Regions from separate parts of the Xenopus laevis genome. Here region 1 is linked to region 2. The links are chromatin contacts, called in public Hi-C maps. All regions are on one chromosome and are shown on one strand. The core of a region is the stretch at or near the end of the contact, and the rest is flanking DNA. Distances in the headings are between cores, read along the strand shown. Region 1 has its middle 3.9 kb from the start of abhd17c.L. Region 2 overlaps mesd.L (mesoderm development LRP chaperone L homeolog).

The links. A called contact is a pair of places that touch in the nucleus more often than the background predicts.
Region 1: a Hi-C map of the XTC cell line shows a contact between it and region 2, with 3 times the contacts expected there. The contact joins two enhancer-like sites.

What each region holds. Positions count from the first base shown.
Region 1 is chr3L:114,681,250-114,688,409 of Xenopus_laevis_v10.1, forward strand. No RefSeq gene overlaps it. Among protein-coding and RNA genes, the nearest start is that of abhd17c.L, 3.9 kb to the left of the region's middle. Within about 2 kb of position 4,907, at least 1 of the 7 cell types and tissues checked has an H3K27ac peak or open chromatin away from gene starts, as enhancers often do.
Region 2 is chr3L:114,511,915-114,518,990 of Xenopus_laevis_v10.1, forward strand. mesd.L (mesoderm development LRP chaperone L homeolog) reads left to right here. Exons shown (of 3, transcript NM_001096078.1): 3 at 1,198-2,087. The coding sequence ends at 1,456. Among protein-coding and RNA genes, the nearest start is that of mesd.L, 5.4 kb to the left of the region's middle. Within about 2 kb of position 5,812, at least 1 of the 7 cell types and tissues checked has an H3K27ac peak or open chromatin away from gene starts, as enhancers often do.

The DNA.
Region 1 (7,160 bases), core at 3,657-6,156, 170 kb after region 2:
GTAACAACCACAGTAGTGAAGTGCGGGCCAGCCCAATACCTGCAGGACGCACAGGTTTACCCGCAGGTGGGTCGGGCCGACCTTGCACCCCCATTTAGTGGCGGATCCAAGTTGAGTTCTTTTTTCTGCTCTCCTCGCCACTTTAAACTGCCAGCTTCTGACTTCTGCTTTTATAGCCGCACACTCCTCCTCGCCCCACCCCTTTTGTGATGTCATTGGCTGGATGGCGCGGGTCTATAAAAGGAACCCGGACGTTGGGCTCAGACGGGAGGGCAGGTTTGGCTCGGGTTTTACCCGACCCACACCCATCTGCTTTGGAAAGACATTAGAAGGTGAAAAATAAAACTTAGGATTCATTATAAATGGTCATAAATAGAAAATACAAGGTTATTGAAAAACTATTCATTTTTGATGAACTATCAAACTTGGTTGCCCTTTTATTAGACACCAGTGGGATCACCCGACTATAGCTGGGAAGGGTGGGAGCTACAACATGGAGCTGGCCACTGCTCCTGTATAAACTATAACAAACAAGGAAAAGTTGTGCTAATTTTTAAAACCATTAGATGGGGGTGCAATGAGGCTGTGACCACAAAATACATATAGACAAATACAAGAGTCCTCTGCACTCATTCCATTATAATTGAGACATTTTGTGCAAGGGCAACCATGTTTGGGAGTTTTACTTTGAAAGCAGCAAGTAAGTTGCAGGTAAAACTTAGTCCCTTTGTAAAATATAAAATGAAGCAATAGAATTCTTAAAGGGATACTGTCATGGGAAAACATGTTTTTTCCAAAACGCGGTAGTAAAAGAATAAATCGGAGCACTCCCCCTTCTCTCACCTGCACGTGAAGATTCAGCAAACCTGTGTGCTTACACGCAAAGAGCCCCCGGTCCAGGCCAATATCATGTAGAAACAAACCAAAAAGTTGCGGAGCATGTCGGTCACTGAATCTTTAAAATCTTCATTTATTGGAAATCGTTAAAAACATGAATGACAATGACATGTTCCCCTACGCTTGACGCGTTTCGTTGCGTCTCGCCATGCTTCTGAGGAAGTGGCGAGACGCCACGAAACGCATCAAGCGTAGGGGAACATGTCATTGTCATTCATGTTTTTAACGATTTCCAATAAATGAAGATTTTAAAGATTCAGTGACCGACATGCTCCGCAACTTTTTGGTTTTTTTCCAAAACGCATCAGTTAATAGTGCTACTCCAGCAGACTTCTGCACTGAAATCCAATTCTCAAAAGAGCAAACAGATTTTGGATGCCATCAGATGGTCAGCCAAGAGTATGGGGTTAGCAGTTGTGGCTAGAAGATCCCTTTGGCTCAAACACTGGCAAGCTGACAATCCATCCAAACACAATCTGTGTAAACCTCCCTTTCAAGGCCAGTTGCTATTTGGGTCGAAACTTGATGACATCATTTCCAAAGCTTCAGCTGGGAAAAGCTCATTTCTTTCCCAAGACAGAAGAGGGAAAATAAATTTCAGAAATCCCAGGGATAAGCAGTCGTTCCAGGAAAAAAGATTATTCAAAGAGTAGAAAAAAATAAGCATTTCAAAGGAATCTATTTAATACTCTTCTTGAAGGAGAACACTTCAGAAGAATGCAGACCTATTCTAGACCTTCGTATGATAAACTAAATCCTCAATGTCCAGACCTTTCCGGATGGAATCCATCAGAACCATTGCACTAGAGATCCAACAAGGAAACTGGATGGTGAAGATAGATTTAACGATGCCTATCTACATATCCCTGTCATCAAGAAACACCAGAAATTTCTCCGATTCTGCATTCTCAACCAACATTTTCAATTCAGAGCCCTCCCATTCGGACTGTCAACCGCTTCCAGAACTTTTACGAAAGTTTTAGCACTGGTGATCGCTTCCCTAAGGCTTCAAGGTATCCAAATTTACACATACCTAGACGACATCCTTGTGAAAAGTCAAAGTCCTACAGCACTAACCTTTCACATTCAGTTTGTACTGAAGACATTACAAGCACACGGTTGGCTATTAAATCTACAGAAATCCCAACTAGTCCCAACTCAGACACCAAACTATCTAGGAGTAATTTTCAATACAAAGAAGGAAATCATATCTCTTCCAAGACAAACAAACACGTTTTGGACAAACAACTGAAAATCAATAAAACAGTGTCAACAGATGGTAGGGAAGCTTGTTTCCACAATGGATGCAGTCAAATGGGCCATGGGCCACACAAGGATGCTGCAACAAGACTTCCTAGCCCAATGGAACAAAATTGACAACTCTCCACAAACTATAACCTTGTAGTTATCAATTGGTGGATAACCTTAATCAATTGGTTGTACTGCCTACTTTTTTCCCAAATCCTCAAAATGAAGAACAGCTTTTATGGCATAACCTGGATGGTGTCAGGTGTCTCAAATGTTATCTGAAAAGAACAGAAAGTTTCAGAAGTACTACAGCTCTCTTTGTATTCAGGAATCAGAAAAGGGAAAAAAGCTTAAAAAACATCCTATCCAAATGGATCAAAGACTGCATCAGCAGAGCATATTCTCTTGTGCTAAGGCTAGTCTGGAGGCTTTAAGGGCTCATTCCACCAGAGCATTATCAACGTCCTGGGCATTCAGGGCTTAGGTCTCTTCAGAGGAGATCTGCAAAGCAGCTGCTTGGTCTTCAGTCAATACCTTCATCTCTCACTATAAAGTTGATGTGTTCTCAGCTGCCCAGACTAATTTCGGGCATAAAGTTCCGGAGGCTGTTTCAGCTACATAATAAAATCGTTTTTTTTTGCATTATTACTCCCTTATTTATTAAGCTTTGGCATTTCCCTTGAGTGACCACTGCCATGTAAGGATCAGGAAAACAGAAAATTTAAAAACATACTTACCAAAATTTTACTTTCCTGATACGTAACATGGCAGTCCCAGGGTTTTCCTCCAACTCCAACAGTATAATAAAGACGAGGTGGGAGTCTTGGGGGGGGGGGGAGTTTTATTTGCTTGCTACTTCCTGTCCTCGTGTCAATGGGTGTAAACCCTTGAGTGACACTGCCATGTTACGTATCAGGAAAGGAAAATTTCGGTAAGTATGTTTTTAAATTTTCTGTTTTTGTTTAAAGGGTAAGGCATTTTTTATTAGCTGTATGCAAAAATGTCTCAATGTCTTAAATATAATGAAAATGGAGTTCAGAGGACCTCTTTTATTTGTCTATATGTATTTTGTGGTCACAGCCTCATTGCACCCCCGTCTAATGGTTTTAAAAATAAATGGTGAGCACCACTGTTTGTTATAGTTATACAGGAGCAGTGACCAGCTCCATATTGTAGCTCCCACCCTACCCAGCTAGAGTCAGGCAGCGCTGGATTTGCTGGGCGGGCGCCCCGAGGCCGTGCGGTCCTAGCGCCCGCCCGCTCTACCACACGCTGGCGCAAAAGCGCCAGCGTGCGAGCGCCGAAGCACTGGGGAGCACAGGCGGCTGGGCAGCATGCCGCCCCCAAAGATGTGCTGCCCTAGGCCCAGGCCTATGTGGCCTCGCCACAAATCCGGGCCTGGAGTCAGGTGATCCCACTGGTGGCCAATAAAAGGGCAGCCAAGTTTGGGTGTTTTACTTTGAAAGCAGCAAGTAAGTTGCAGGTAAAACTTGGTGCCTTTGTAAAATGTATAATGAAGCAATAGAATTCTTAATGAATCAGATGAAAATTGAGTGTAGGACTGGCCAGATATAGGATTACTTTGACATAGTTGGCCATCTTAAATATATTGCAATATATGGACAAACAATCCCTGTTTTGTTTAAAGGGTAAGGCATTTTTTAGTAGCTGTAGGCACAAAATGTCTCAATGTCTTAAATATTGATAATGAGTTAAGTGCAGAGGACCTATTGTATTTTTCTATACATATGTTAAATGCCTAAGAATAGATGTAAGTGTATATATGATGTAAAAGTAAATAGTACAAATCCTAGCAGTGGGCACAATATTAAACATTGTGTAATAACATGACATACACAGTAAGTAAATACAGTTAGTGAACACTGTTCTTGTGTAAGATACATAAAGTAAATAATGAAAGGAGATTGTGTCACAGTGAACATATTGTAGGCAAACAGCTAACAAACCGTGCTATCTAATGGATATTTTGTTGAATCAAGCAGCATTGCAAGAATAGTTCACAGCAGAAATGCTAGAAACAGAAAGGCACAGACCAGAAAGGGGGATTAGTCTGGACCCCAGGATCTAGGAACCACTAACCAATAATAACCTTAGTTTACATAAGGAATGTCCAAGTTGCAGCCAGTTACCAGTTCTTTGACAACAGTCACTATTCTGCTATAAAATCCTTTTTACATTGTCTGCTTTCTTATTGCTGGGATCACTAACCCTAGCAGTGAGGCAAATTTCTGACGTTTAGAGCTGCAAAATAGAAGGTTAAATGCACTGCAAAAAAAATGAAGGCAAAGTTGCTCATTGCTATCATCTACAACTTTGTAAACATGAGTAGGCTGTAATATAATTTATTATGCTACCTTTTTAACCCTATACTTTACTTATCTAGTTTGAAAAATTGTCCAGTGATTTGTATAAACATTACTACTTGTTTGTTAAAGATACAGAATCCAGAATGTTAAGTAGCCCCTTATTAATTATTATAATTATTTTTATAATTATTATAGCCTTCCTTTTTCTTTTAAAGGAAGTTAAAAGGTATTCAGGTTGACAACATTTAAATCTGAAGAAGGAACGCATATCGTCCAATCAAGAACTAGCATGAATCTGATTGGTTGCTTTGTGATACTACTCCAGTGGAAAATGTAACCTGTTTGGTCAACTTGTCCCCTAAGATATTATGTCTTGGGAGCACACACTGAGCCGGCGCCGTGGCCGGCCAGGTTGCCTAGGGCGCCTGGCTGGGTTGGCCCGCTCTGGCGTAATGTACGTAACAAACAATAACCACGAAGAGCAGCTTGAGATAACAGATAAAGCTCCTGGTGACTGGTGAATTTGTCAGTGAAAAAGAGGACTTTAATATGACTATTTTTTGGAGAGCATACAAATGGCCTGGCCTGTTTTGTGAAGAGTTTAAACTCTGCTGAATGTCATAGAATTAAAAAAAAAACTTAAGGAAAAATCAATTAATTGGAATTTTAACCTTATTTCCACTGACTCAATAATTAATGGAACTGTTTCTATGAACTGCTTATTAAAAAGTGACAACAACTGTTAAGTTGTGATCTAGTTACTTCGTTATATGAGTTATCTCCTACACAAACTTTTCATCAATGGAATGACTAACTATTGGGCCCCACAGCAAGATCATTGGGTCCCTAAACTTTGGGCACCAGACATTTCCATGAACATATATATTACAGATGCTTATCAGTCCCACTGCCCCCTAAAGTTCCAGGGTCTGTTTACTTAATATTTACACAATTGCTTTTTATTAAAATAATTTGTCAGTTTGTGCCAGAGCAGCTGTGGTAAAAAAAAAAAACACATTCATTAAGTTCCACTGTTATCCTAAAAAACTGTTAGAAAATGTTTTACTTAGCACATATAAGGAGCATGGTCAAAAAGTTTCAATACTAATTGTACTCATCATGAGGCCCCAGATAAATAACTTAAGACCGTGAGAATAAATACAAAAGATCCACATAGTTGGAATAAGGTGTCATATTATACAGTGAAAATCATTTTGCTTTAGTATACAAAAAATACCTTTCTCCAGAGGATGGTGATAACATTCTCTGAAAAATACACATACTATTTTTAACCTGCAGTCAAACAGGCAAACAGCTGACAGCCCAACAAACTATTTTACAGGCCGATACATGTTTAAGCTCAAGTTAAGAATCAATGGTATACAGATCACGTGATCTGCAAATATTTTAAAAAATCATGTTGCAGATTGATTTGCTTTGGAATTTCATTATAAGTTTGTTTCTAGCTGATGTTTTGGCGATGAAAACAAGCTTTCCAAAAACATATATTGCAAGTGATAATTAACCGCATAGAGTTCAAGTGTGTTCTTGCCAAAGGGTTTTGTGAGAAGTTCAAATTGATGGACTAATGTGTTTATATCTTCTGAGATTATATAACTGGAGTGTCACGCTTTTGCCTGTTTACCTGCAGAGACCCAATGGAATTCTCCATTGTCAATCGCCCTCTGACCTGCCAGCACTGCTGGGCACTTGCCTTGCAGGGATGTGTAAAATCTGAACACGGAACAAGACAAGCTGAGATAAGACAGAAATAGACTAAATACTGTTGTTATTATTGTTATATGTTATCTGGTAAGAAAATATTGCACAGCACTTTGCAGCAAATGTTTATTGTTGACATCAACTCCTAAAGCATTGGAACTTCCAGTGTCATCTGAAAAATGAGGCGATGAAAACAAAAATAGAGAAAATGTTTGGAGAGATTTTTGGGCCTATTTCTCCCCTAGTTGTTGCCCATATAAACTTAAAAATACGGTAAAATGTTTGCTTAACTTTTTTTTTTTTTTGCCCCTTTCCCCTATATTTCTACTTTTTTCAATTTTACCTGCTGTATATGCCCTACTACACACGTAAAGGAGAAGGAAAGGTTAAAACTAAGTAAGCCTTATCAGAAAGGTCCATCTAAATATACCAGTAAACCCCCAAAGTAGTGCTGCTCTGAGTCCCCTGTCAAAAGAAACACTGCATATATTTCCTTCTATTGTGTACACATGGGCTTCTGTATCAGACTTCCTGCCTTAGTTTAAACCTCATTGCCCTGGGCAAGAGCATGCTCAGTTTGCTCCTCTTCCCCACCCCCCTCCCTTCTCTACTGTAATCTGAGCCCAGAGCAGGGAGAGACTCAGGCAGGAAGTGATGTCACACCATGTTAATACTGCAGCTCCTATCCTTAACAAACAGAGAGTTTCTAGAGCTTTTTACTCAGGTATAGTAAAGCATTCTACAGAATAAATATAGAATTCTAGCTTGCACTATTGCAGCTAATCTATTGGCAATAAAATGCCTCCGTAGCTTTCCTTCTCCTTTCCTTACTGGAGTCAGTAACCTGCATGTATGTGTTTGGACTATGAAAGAAACTCAGAACTCTTGGCAGAAACCCAAACAGGCTTTGGGAAAGTACACAATCCAATACATGTAAATCATTGATAAGAAAAACATTTGTAGCAA
Region 2 (7,076 bases), core at 4,562-7,061:
TGGCAATGTAGCTGCCGGTAATTTGTAACACCCTTAGGAAAAGCCCTTGCCCTCCGGTGGAAACTTACCTTTTCTTCGGCATCTGGCTTTCACACTACGTGGCCACGCCCCCTTATGCGACACGACCCCCCGCAGCTCTGCCCCTTTTTGCATAACGTCCCGCCCCTTTAGTTCCTGCCCTGTAATTTTTTTTTAAAAAGGTGGCAACCTTACCTGCCAGTGAGGCAGAGTCTGCGTTGTTGGCAGGGAATGGGTTACTGGTAATATTTAATGGGTATTTTAATTATTAAGCAGAAACAAAACTCCTAACCTAAAGCCCTTATGGGGGGTGGGGTGTTAGAGTTGGGTCTCATTGTAGGTTAATGCCTAATATGTGAGGGGGGGGTTGGGTCCAGTGCAGAGGTATAGGCCATGGTTATAGCAGAATACACAGAAGTCAGTGAGCTGTGGAACATTTAGGCTTGGGCAGCTGCTCTATCATGTGAGGCGGCAGTAAAAGGCTACACCGTCTATATGTCAGGAACACTGACCCAGCAACCAAAATACAGACTGACTTTGAAGCTGCAGTTTTATTGATACTTTTATTTTTATTGTCTAAAACATCCATTCTAAATTCTTACTGATTGCTAGGGTCACAAGTTAAATTCCAAGCCTGAGTGCTACAGAACAAAACATAAATTAATAATAACGAATCGTAATAGTTAAAATAAAAAAAGGGAACACCAATTGCAATTTTTCTTAAAATCACACTGTCTACACCAGGGATCCCCAACCTTTAGATCCCCTGAGCAACATTCAGAAGTAAAAGAAGTTGGAAGGCACAGGAGCATTAAAAATGTTCTTGGGGTGCCAAATAAGTGCTGTGATTGGCCATTTAGTAGCCCCTAGGTGGATTTTCAATCTACATTGGCTCTGTTTGGCAGTGCACCTGGTTTTATACAACCAAAACTTGCCTCCAAGCCAGCAATTCAAAAATAATCACCTCCTTTAAGGCCACTGAGAGCAACATCCAAGGGGTTGGTGCGTAACATGTTGCTTACGAGCTACTGGTTGGGGATCACTGGTCTACACCATAGTTAGTATTCATGGAGAAACAAGGGGCCAAAGTTAAGCCACCTCTGAGTTTATTTATGATCTTTTTCTTCTTTGTGATCTAATTCTTAATGCACAATTTCCATTGTCTATACCCCCTGCTAGATTCATTGTTGGCTCAGACCGTGTGATTTTCATGCTGCGTGATGGAAGTTTCGCTTGGGAGGTTAAGGACTTCCTTGTAAGTCAGGAGCGTTGTGCTGATGTGACTGTGGAAGGCCAAGTGTATCCTGGCAAAGGAGGAGATGGCAGCTCAAAATCCAACAATCAGAGCAAACCGCAGAAAAAGAAAAATGGGGAAAGTAAAAAGGAAAAGTCATCCAAAGAAAGTAACAGAGCGTCCTCACCAAAGGAGGATTTATGACATCCCCTGGAATACCATGTTTGGATTGGACTTTGAGTTTTATACTTATCTGATGATGGCGAACAAACTGCTTTGAAAACAATTGTCCTGTTATTGGAGACCATTCTATTCCCTGCTGCTCTCTGTTTCATATATGTAGGGCACAGCTTGGCCAGGCCAGTAAGCATCTTGCTTTCCCAATAAATGTAATATGTGATGTAAGACTGTGCCACTGTGAATGAGCCCTAAACTACAAAGTCTATTGTCACTGGGCACCTACCAGGCAGTTTTCATATTAAAACATATTTACACAAAGTGCAAACGAATGGATGGTGAATGATTTACTGGGTAAATAAAAAACTTGCTTCCTTAGCTAGTAAGATTGTGCTAGAACAGTGTCCGCTTTTTATTAACTTGATTGGATACTACAGTCACAGTGTATTCTTTTTACTATATATGTTCATTAATGCAGGTAAAGATTTTTTTGTAAAAAGCTGTGCATGATGGAGGTTGCAAACAATACACACAATTTGTATTTTGATCATGTCCCTTTCAAAACAATTTTGCCACTGGTACATTGAATGTATTGATTATATGTTACATTTTGTTGCCCTGCTTCCAATAACTTTCTTCAATACAGATTTTATACACAGATATGCTTTATAGTATTATTTTTTTGTTAATATAAGGCCTATTTCAGTTCAGAAATGGTTACAGGTGTATATATTAAGCTTACCTTACATGGGCTGATAGTCATGACTTTTGACCCCCCAAACACTGTAGGTCTCTATTAAAAGATACTGAGTAAAACAGCTCATGTGTAAAACTCCATGTAAATGAACCATGCTCCATGTAAATGAACCATTATCATAATAATATACTTATACTTTTTTAGTAGTATGTGCCATTGGGTAATCAGAAATAGAAAATTGCCATTTTAAAAAATAAGGGCCGCCCCCTGAGATCGTAAGATTCACTGTGCACACAAACAAACCACATGTAAGGTCACATGAGCCAATTAACAGACAGAGTTCTGCCTTTTGCTTCCTCACTTCTTCCTGTTACAGTTAGTATTGTAGTATTTCTGGTCAGGTGATCTCTGAGGCAGCACAGATAGAGTCACGAAATGGTGGTTCAAGGCAAGAGATGTAAAAGGGCAATATTTATGTAAATATATATTCCAGTTTGGTAAGATTCTTTAATATGTCATTCAATTTGATATAAACTATCTGTTGCTTAAGTGTTCATTTTGGGGGTATAGTTTTCCTTTAACTCCACTGATTGATATCTGATTTATACAGGTTTTAAAATCCTGTAGGGGGAGGACGGCATTGGTGCATTGCCATGATCCTCACCTGTGGACCATTTAGTATGAGCCCTTGGTACAATCATATCAGCTTTGGTCCATCATGCTGGTGTCCTAGTAGGGCAAAGATCCGCTTGTTTGAAGACAATACATTGAATTTGATTTTTAAGGAACAATTGGGGATGCACGGAATCCTGGATTCTGTTTGGCATTCAGCTGAATTCAAGACTTTTTTTAGGACGAATACAAGTGCTTGGCCGAACCAAAAAAAAATCCTTTAAAAGAGCATCTGTTATTTTCACCTGTGCGCTGGCAATTACTGGTGGCACAAGAGTTTCGAATTCGGTTCAGTAGGATTTGGGAATTCTGCCAAATACTGAATTGGAGGGTTTGTGCATCCCTAGCAACTATATATATATATATATATATATATATATATATATATATATATATATATATATATATATATATATATAATCCACTTCTTTGTTAACCATAAATATAATCCTATTGTCTGACAGATCAGATGCTTCTTTCTGTTCTCTGTGCTGGTCCTTTACTTATTGCCCCCTATTCATTATGAAAACTCCCTATATTCTATAAACCCCTGTACAATGCACTTTTCTGAAATACTTTAATTTGTAAAACTTCTATAGTCTGCTGGTCCAGGTTAGTACATGGCCAGTAGTTAACGTGGGACTGGAGCTTGGGAGCTTGGTGTTAATGTTAATGGCAGTGTAGCACAGCTAGATAGGATAGGGTCCTGTAACTAGAAATTAGGCAGCAGCTGAGTGTTTTCACAGGTAATATCTGTAATGGGGTTGGTCAACAGAGATCTCATGGGGCACATTGGCAGGGTATAAACTGCAGGGCAAGTGGCTCCCTTGATAAAGACTGGTTTTGAGAGGTTCCCATCCAACCCCCAGGTAAAATAAAGTTATATATTATCAAAAAATAAATTTTTGCAGCTTGGAGGTTTTTCAGTTATTTGAAATAAGGATGTTCCTGACCAATAGATAAAAAAATAAGGCAGCTGGAGGATTGACATGTTTCTGAGCTGGACATAGTCGTGCAGATTATTAGCCTATATCAGACGAACAAATGTCCATTCCAATCTTTCAACCTGCAACTAACCATTCAGATTAATAGAAAGTAGTAAAGAGAACAAATCACACGATGCTTGGACCATTAATTGACAGGCAGCAATCGTACGAATGTTGTGTCTAACAAATAGGTCAAGTACAAGATACTGTTTTATTATATCAGAGAAAAATTGCATTATTAAAAGTTTGAATGATTTGATTATAATGGACTCTATGGGGACGGCCTTCTCAAAATTTGGAGCTTTTTGGATAACGGGATTCCGTGGTAACCTGTATGCACCTTTTAGTTTCCATAAAGAGTTCTCTACTTCCTGCTGTTTGCTCTCGGTCTTGGGAAGATTGATCAGTAACCCTAACATTCACATAAGGCTGGGATTCCAAGCTAGCGAGAGACAGAATAGAAAGAAATCTAAAAAGATGCAGGAAATAAAAACAACGATTTTCTGGTGAATTGCTTAGATTCTAAATTACATATCATAGTAGATTTATTCTTTAAAGGAACAGTTCTGTGTAAAAATAAAAACTGGCTAAAAATATAAAGAAAAATGTAGTTACAATACAGTTAGGCAAACATGTAATGTAAAAGATAAGGGCTGGAGTGAACGGATGTCTAATGTAATAGCTAAACACCAACTTCCTGCTTTGCAGCTCTCCCCAGCAAGTGCCACACTTATGTTTCTTGGCTTCTTTGCCAGACTTCAAAACTTAAGACAAACAGAATAAATCTCTTAGTTCAGAGCTTACAGGACGTATTTTCCTTTAACATGCAGGAGCATGAATAATACATGATAAATATCCTTACACACTGTGCTTAGTGGTGTCACTTGAACAGTTCAGGGCTGAAAATCAAAATAGGCCCTGGAATTTCAGGTACACAGAGGCCCATACAGTCCCCCACCAGCCCAATAAATAGCCCACTAATAGTGTCTATGGCATCTTACAGCAGCCCGCTGGCATTTGCCAGACCTCACTGGTTGCCAGTCCAGGCCTACACGTGTGTATGGCTCATTTCAACAAGTGTATTAATCAACACCCCCTATTGTAAGAAGTCACCCCAGAGATCCATGGTCATTGCTCTTCTTCATTAACTTGTAATATACTTATATTTGACAGCTGGATATACACGATTCCTTATATTAAATGACGTGACTCTGTGTATATACTTCACAATGTGAGATGTTTACCTTTTATAGCAACTGCTACTCAAAACTGCTGGATTTTTCTGCTTTGTAAAATTATGAAATGTGTGTGTGTGTGTCCAGCAGAGGGCACTATTGACTAGGGAATCCTTTTGTTTTATGTATTTAAGGAAAACTAAAAGAAAATGTTGCTTTATTTATTTCAAATGACGTGCAGCCATAGTCTCAAAATCCTCACATTTTTGCATCATCCGGTTTCACTCCCTAAAGATGCTCTTAAACTGATGGAAAATCATTATTAAAAATCATTAAGTGAGACAAAAGGAATGCAAGGGATAAGATGGAGCACATACAGATATGATCATCTAAACATAATAAACCCCACACCCATGATTTTATTTAGATCATCTTGAATGTCGATCTTAAATCATTTAACTGTCACCAAACTGATCTGTTAATCTATACCCTTTAAGGCACACAAGCAGAAAAATAAATTTTGGTCTCTAAATACATCAGAGGCCATCATTTTATATATTTTCTAGTTGTCTACCCATGAGAAGTTTTTACACTACTAATATAATGAATTTGAAACAACAGCGCCACCTGCTGTTTACTTTTACCAGCTGGCCAGGACCGTATTTATATATAGGCCCCCGAGGGCCTGTGCCTAGGACGACACAATTTTGGGGCTGGTCGGTTTTATTTAACACCCTCCCCACCCTCAGCCATGGATTTCCATAGGAAATCCAGTGACGGAGCTATGGGGTAGGGAGTCCAAGGAAGACTGCGGAAGTGAAGTCACATGCACGTAGGACGCGACGCCAGCGTGTACAGCATGTGACGTCAGCACGCGCAACGTAGGGCATGTTTAGATCCGATGCCTAGTCCGGACCTAATACAGCCCTGCAACTGCCTGCTGTTGGCAGTAAATTAATTTAGTGAGAAGAGGAGACGCTTGCGATGTTCCTCAGCTTAGAAATTCAGTTAGTGAGCAGAGACGTCCCAAGGCATCTTTCTGGTCAGTTATAAGCAGAGCAACATCACAAGATTCTTTTCTCACAAATATAATTTTGTTCTGTCTGTAGGCAGTTAGGCAAAAATGAACAGTAGTTTTCAAATGTATTATTTCTTCGGTGTAAAAAAAAAATTTAAGTTGCAAAAGCGATTTAAGGAGAGACGTACGGGCAGATTCGGGGAGATTAGTAAAAAGGCGGGAAAGGCAGTTTGGGGAGATTAGTCGCCCCGAAGAAGAGAAGATTTGCCGCCGGGCGACTAATCTCCCAGAATCTGCTGTGTGTCTCTGCCCTAAAGAGAGCTATGAACAATTTTACATGCTGTTTGGAGGTTTATATTTCCTTTAAATCCTTTTTTCAAAATAATCTAGTTGAAAATTAGAACATGATGAATCCATTATCTTGTGTTTAATGTTTCCCCTCGGCCCCTGAACTGTGCTCCCGTAAGATTCAGCCTCTGTTTGCTGCTTCCCTGTAATATGGACTAACGGCAATCTCCCTCTTAAGGGGACAGTAAACCCCCTGGTCAACATTGATTCAGTGAGTCGGGCTTGAGTGCTGATCTTACTTTTTGCCTTTTATTTCTATTCAGAAATATGTTTTTTAGTATTTCATGCTCTAGATCTCAATCCATATTCTCCTTATACAAAGGCAGCATTGGAATGGGGTATACAGGGCCAACTGGATCTACAACTTTGAGGACCCTCCTCCTGATGGCCAGGCCACATCCCCCTTTCCCCCAGCATTGCCCCATGTCCTGCCCCATTTACCTTTTTCCTTTGTTACTTTGATCGGGGAAGAGTGTCTGGGGGGAGCATTTCTAACATCCAGGGGAGCAGGCTTGGGTCAGTGAAGCCCATGAGGTCTGGGGCTCACCAGGTTTTCCCAGTGTTCTGCTGGCCCAGTCTGACCTGGGGCTGCTGGTTTGTTTGACTTTGCTCTTTGGGATCAGGAAATAGAACTTTGGTGACTTTAGTTTTATTCTCATATTTTGCCCTGTTTAGAGCAAGAAATAACAAAAACCATAGATATTTTCTATTTAAAACAAAGACCAAAAAAAGTCCTATTTATTGCACTCAT